2 separate regions of the Hordeum vulgare genome follow, and region 1 is linked to region 2. The links are chromatin contacts, called in public Hi-C maps. All regions are on one chromosome and are shown on one strand. Each heading gives the region's core, a stretch centred on a gene start, on an enhancer-like site or on the middle of the called end of the contact. The rest is flanking DNA. Distances are from core to core; before and after follow the strand shown. Region 1 holds the start of LOC123437162 (ATP-dependent Clp protease proteolytic subunit 4, chloroplastic). Region 2 holds the start of LOC123437114 (cyclin-dependent kinase E-1).

What was found. Hi-C and Micro-C count contacts between places; a contact is called where the count stands out from the background.
Region 1: a Hi-C map of leaf shows a contact between it and region 2, with 5 times the contacts expected there. The contact joins the promoter of LOC123437162 here to the promoter of LOC123437114 in region 2. A contact is called at or near these places in 4 of 6 Hi-C or Micro-C datasets (leaf and seedling) and 1 of 1 datasets of contacts at active chromatin or transcription factors (embryo).

Annotation. Positions count from the first base shown.
Region 1 is chr1H:360,736,376-360,739,745 of MorexV3_pseudomolecules_assembly, reverse strand. It overlaps LOC123437162 (ATP-dependent Clp protease proteolytic subunit 4, chloroplastic), which reads right to left and starts at 1,468. Exons shown (of 2, transcript XM_045115689.1): 1 at 952-1,468. The coding sequence starts at 1,358. LOC123437178 (receptor-interacting serine/threonine-protein kinase 4) reads right to left here. Exons shown (of 2, transcript XM_045115690.1): 2 at 1,626-2,453. The coding sequence ends at 1,862.
Region 2 is chr1H:360,362,077-360,365,102 of MorexV3_pseudomolecules_assembly, reverse strand. It overlaps LOC123437114 (cyclin-dependent kinase E-1), which reads left to right and starts at 1,516. Exons shown (of 15, transcript XM_045115685.1): 1 at 1,516-1,936; 2 at 2,049-2,159; 3 at 2,280-2,383; 4 at 2,524-2,566; 5 at 2,659-2,757. The coding sequence starts at 1,712.

The DNA.
Region 1 (3,370 bases), core at 219-2,718, 370 kb before region 2:
GTGAGCTAATGATACAAGCTTGCATATTGTTTGATCGTCACAGAACAAGGTGCTCGATGTTGATATTGCTAAGAGCTTAATTCGGCTGATATAACAAGCCAATAAGCAGCGAACTAGTGATACAAACTTACATATTGTTTGATCATCACAGAGAACAAGGTGCTAGATGTGAACTTGAATTAACTCCATTCAATTCTAAATTTTAGTTATGGCCTAGATTTCAGTGCTTTACTTACGTGTTACCATAGGTAGATTAGACTAGGATTTTTTGTCAACCTTTTTTTTCCATTTCAGCAATTATGAGTATAGAAACGACCTACTGAATTAGGCGATAATACAATCAAACTGGTATTATTTTAGGGATAACAAAAGTCCAGTTAAATGAAGATAAGAACAGAGATAATATTTGCAATCCAGAATTGTTGATGTGGTAAAGAACAAGATTTCCGCCTATGCTCGGACCAGAAAATTGTAAACAAAATGAATGAATAATAACCTTCCGCCGTGATGACAAATTATTAAGATACGTAAAAGGTCTAGCAAGGGGGCGACTCAAGGATAGTCAGTAAAGTATCATTCGGGGATTAGTGCAGATTTCAGCAAAATAGGGTTATAGCTCGTATAGTCTGAAGGTATGTCAGTGTCATACTGATCATAGCCAGCAAACTCTTATCCAACAAGATATTGTCTGACCTACTGCTGTGAATCGACTTGATGAGTCTACTACATATGCAGGTCATGATTTTGATTAGTGCAGCCTATATCGAATCAAACACCCGGGAGTGAGTACTATCACGAATCGAACTAGTATTTGGACAAAGTAGTTTGCCCACAAGATGACCATGCGAAATAATGTAAGACGACAAAGGGCATCACTAGCTGAGATGGTAAATTCAACTCTACACAAACCGAGAGAAGCCAATGGAGGGGAGTGATGCATTGGGAGGAGACCTGAGTGATCCACCGGGGGAGTTGACGAAGAGCCGGATGTCAGATTCGGAGTCCATGGCGTCGAGGAGGAGGAGCTGACTGACGACGGCGTCGGCGAGGAAGTCCTCGATCTCGTTGCCGAGGAAGATGATGCGCTCCCGGAGAAGAAGGCCCATGACGTCACCGCTGGCCACTCCTCCCGGCGCATCCAACTCCGCTCGGATGCCTTGGCCCTCCCACCGGGACAGAGGAGACATGGCCGCCGCGGACGATGCCGAAGCCGCGTAGCTGCGGCGGTTCAGCTTGAGGAGGGGATGCGGTCGCGCCGCCGGCCCACGTGCGCAAGCACATAGCTGCCGGTGCCTGAGGCGGTGAGCGGCAGCCGTGACGGAGAGGGAGGCAGCGGCACTCGCGCTGGTAGCCGCCATGCCTATCTGCCTAGCTTCGTGGGTTGTGGAGCAGCAGCCGGCGGCGGCGGAGTGCTCCCTTCTCTCCTCCCTCTTTGAGTGTGAGAGAGTAGATGGAAGGAGTGGATAACCAACTACTCTCTTCTTCCTCTTTCATCAATTGGTTGGGCCTATTTCGCGAACTGGGCTGGGCCTTGTTTTCCGTTCTTCCCATTCCTTCTGAGATTACAACACGGGCAGCAGATAACATTTCCCTTAAAAATTTAAAAAAGCAAAGCACATAATAACTTACAGTAGTAAAACCATCTTGTTTTTAAGGGGGTCATTAGTAAATTATCATCAACAAGACATCAACTACCTGATAAAAACACAGTACTACTACTAGTCAACTCGGATACAGATAGCATGCCCATGAACAGCCAAAATTCTTACAGTTGTGAACATTCAAAAATTGCCAAAAGAACAACGGATAACACGGCATACAAGTTGGCACCATCAAATGGCATTCTCGAGGCAATTCGATTCTATTCGTCTGCTTCATCTTCTTCTTCCATGTCGTTTTCAAGATGCGCAAGTGAAACTTTGGCCTTCTTCACCTCGGACGGCCTCGTCCCAGCACCAATCTCCTCACTCTTCCTCTTCTCGCCCTGCTCTGCGTCAGCATCATCTTTTCTAGCTTCACCTGAGACCTTGCCGTCATCAGCCTTCTCAGCTACAGAATCATCCTTCTTCTCAGATGGTAGCTCCACTCCCTTCTTCAGTGACTGCTCGCACTCTTTCAGGAAAGCACGCACGTCATCATTCTCCGCAACATGTAGAGCCGTTTGCCCTGCATTTGTCTTTGTTGTGATGTCCACGCCCCTCCTCACCAAATACTTCACAAGCTCCAGGTGGGAGTTCTGAGCAGCAAAGTGCAACGCTGTGAAACCTTTCCTGTTCTTTGCTTTCACAGAGGCCCCCGATGCCAGCAGCTCACGCACCACTTCCAAATGACCTTTCTGGGAAGCAAAATGGATTGCGGCGGTGTCATCCATTGCTGCAGCCCCCACATCAGCTTTGTGCTTGCAAAGGCATTTCACAACATCAACATGCCCAGCCCATGCCGCCAGATGGAGTCTACGTTAACAAAACCAACTATGTCAAGGAGATAAAATGAACAAAGAAAACTGACATGACATAAACAAGTTCATCACATCACATAATCTGGTGCTACTACTACTGCTGCAGTACTCGTACTGCATAGCAACGTTTTAATAGAGGGAAACAAATCTATCAACACAAATGAAACACTATACACAGATCAGATATAAAAATGAAACACTCAGTTAGAAGCTGGATTACAAGGAAAAGATAACTCTTGGGGCTTGTGTGATGGTATTCAAACAGTTGTCTTCAAATTACAACAAGGGCAAGAGATGAAACATAATGGTTGTCCCAAAGATCCTAAATTAGCAGGGATAAGTGAGACCACAGCTAGTAGTTCAAAGCTGCTATGCTATGTAATGCAAAAGGCCCAGAGATAGCAGCACATCTGAAAACCAAAACAACCTTGAAATATACTTCCTCTGTCGCAAAATAAGTGTCTAAACTTTGTACTAACTCTAGAGTTAAGACAATTATTTTGGGACGGAGGGAGTACCTAACTAGAGGAACAGAGGACGGAGAGAAGTGCCGCTGTGTTCTAGACTAATTTGAAAAGGCAGCAGCTATGGCAAGGCACTATAATAGTATAATGTGTCACTTAGGGATATAATATCGCAATAAACACCGCATCAGTGCATGGGCCAATAGCTACAGAAAGAATTAGGGTGCACTTGGTATAAACTTGAAGCACATAATCAGTCAGCCAGCATACACAAGTAGTAGTAATAATGAAGTACTCCCTCTGTTCCAAAATATAAGACATTTTTGCAGTTCAAATTGAACTGCAAAAAAGTCTTAAAATTAGGAAGAGAGGTACTTCCTCTGTATGTAAACTAATATAAGACCCGTTTTAGCTCACTACTTTGGTTACCTAAAACGTCTTATATTTG
Region 2 (3,026 bases), core at 267-2,766:
ATGCTAACTTGTTTGTTCTTCTCAATCAGCGCAGAGAGTTTATTCGAGCGAAGTGTATGGCGTACTTCGCATACATATGTCTTTTGTTAACCGTTTGTGTCATCTTGGCTAATCGCAAATAGTTTCTAATGACCAATTGTATGCCATGCATCACACATGCAAGTCTCATCTGAATAGTGCCTCGTGGACAAACCATTGCACACAGTTTGTTGTATTGGCGATGGAGCTAGTACTATACCATTTACGATTCATGCATGCACACAGTCTGATCGAAGAATCTCTGATTGATGTGTCATCCTAGGACCTTCATGTAGTAGTGATTATTTTCCGTTTTCCTAGTTCTTTCCAAGGAGGCATGATTTAAACAACCAGACAACATCGCATCTGACACTCGAGGAAGGTACAACCCAACTATGTGGGATTTCAAACGATAATATATCCCTATTTTGCTCTCGGGGTGTTAACTACCATGACTTAGTTCTCAATTTGACATGATGATTGAATTTATGACTAGTCAAACGTTTGTTTTACTCAAATCGACACGTACCCAAGAGAAGAGTACACGTTGTATAGGAAAAAAGTAATGCGAGTGGCGCGTGAGGAAAGAGAGTGGGCCAACTGAAATATCAATGAGAATAGAGATGCATGACCATCAATACCAATCTATACATGTTGATGTTGTATCCATGCAAACAACATATGCCTCCAAGGGTCCCTCAAAAAGGAAAAAGTGTGCATCTAAGAGACAAATACGTTGAGCGATACAACTACCCTCCTCCCAGCAAGGTTGTTACTTGGGATGCGAGTCCAAATATTTTTTTAAACATAGTATAATTGAAGTCGTTCATATGCACGAGCATACCCTCACCCATATGAACGCGCACACACATACCTTATCCCTATGAGCATCTTTGAAAGACCGAGCCGACACATCATGTTGAGAATGATAAAGTTGCCACATACGCCTTCGTAGTCGATGAGAACGTCTCCTCCCGTTAAACGCACATCACGGAAGGCGTGAAATAAATTCAGTAAAATGCAAGCACCGATGCCAAGCGTGGGACTTGAACTCTCATGGACACGAGATACCACTATCCTCCTAATCATTCAACCATAAGTTGGTTTGCGAGTCAAAAAATACATGCAATTCAAAAGGGATAAACGAAGGGCAAGTTACCGTGCTTCTATACACACTACATGTTTGCATACCTATGGAATAAGAATATTTTGAGAAAGTTATTATAAGTGTTCTTCTAATAAAACGAAAACTATTGTTGATGTGCAAGAAAAAGGCATGAAATCTTTGTTTTTTTAGAATGAAAACAAGGTATTTCCTTTAAAAAAAAAGAATGAGAAGGTATGAATTCATAAACCAAAGCTGTGGACTCATAAATCGAAGCTGACCTCAGATAAAAATAAAATCGAAACTGACCGTTACCATCCGATCAGCAGCCAAAGGTGAGGATACAGGCCACGCTGCATATTTTGCAAAAACACTCTCTTCCCCAGCCTGCCCGCCCCCATCCGATCCCCCAATCCCTCTCTCACTCCGATTCGGGCGGGGCCCAAACCCTAGGTCGCCGGCTCCTCCCGAGGCGAGCCTAGCTGATCCGTTTGTTCTGCGCAAGCTCTGCCGTGTTTCTCTGCTGTTTCCTCTCTAAAGGAAGAAGAGGAAGAACGAGAGGGATTTGGTCGGCTGCCGTCGGCGGCGATGGGCGACGGCCGCGGCGGAGGGTCAAACCGCCCCGCGTGGCTGCAGCAGTACGAGCTGGTGGGGAAGATCGGCGAGGGCACCTACGGCCTCGTCTTCCTCGCGCGCCTAAAGCCAACGCATCCCCAGGCCGCTGGCCGCCGCGGCTCCCCCATCGCCATAAAGAAGTTCAAGCAGTCCAAGGAGGGCGATGGCGTCTCGCCTACCGCCATCAGAGAGATCATGGTAACCCGTCGCCGCCGCCGCCGCCGCCGGTTGCTTCATTCCTTCGTGGCGTTCCACACCCTGGCTATATAGGACTGTAATCCCTCTCCCTGCGCTTGCCCTTTGATTGCAGCTCCTGCGCGAGATCAACCACGAAAATGTCGTCAAGCTCGTCAACGTCCACATCAACCACGCAGACATGTCCCTCTATCTCGCCTTTGATTACGCCGAGCATGACCTCTATGTATGCAACTCCCGTCTCCTGCTCATATGTGCCTTTTTCATTCCTGTCAACATCTTACTATGAAATTCAAATCCAACTCCGATGGAATAATTAGTTAACGAAGCGCTGCTCAACCCGCAGGAGGTTATCCGGCATCACAGAGAGAAGCTTAACCTCTCCATTAACCAATACACAGTCAAATCCTTGCTCTGGCAACTGCTCAATGGCCTCAACTATCTCCATAGGTATGTCTATATTTTCAATTAACAAGTCGAATAGCATGATTCTCCATAAGCTGTGATGTCTTTACTGCAAATATATGCAACGTTTATCTGGGTCAATCCTATAAAAATCTGATCTATCCTACCTGTCTCCCCTTCTGCAGTAACTGGATTATCCATCGAGACCTCAAGCCTTCTAATATACTGGTATGTTGCTTCATGCTTCACGCTGATACGCAAATCTGTCCAGTATTGTCTCTTTTGCTTGCTAAGCATGCTGCAATGGTGTGCCCCAGTAGGTCATGGGAGAGGGAGAAGAACATGGAATTATAAAGATTGCTGATTTTGGCCTGGCTAGGATATATCAAGCTCCACTGAAACCACTAAGTGACAATGGGGTGAGTAGCTCTATCTACATTCCTATTTCAAGTAATGTGAGGGAACCAAAGGATGGTACTTTGGTAATGGATTGCAGTCATTCACTCATTCTGCCAAGTTACCACTAGCATTCTCAGGTTCCCCCTATTCTTATAGACTCAAAGCTTATACTTTGCAATTGCATCAAATATATTATCACACAGTGCACCGATTTTGAATGTTTGAGTTCAAGTATCTGACTGCAATTTTGGCCATTGATTGGAGTCCATTGACAGCCTAGGAGTATCCA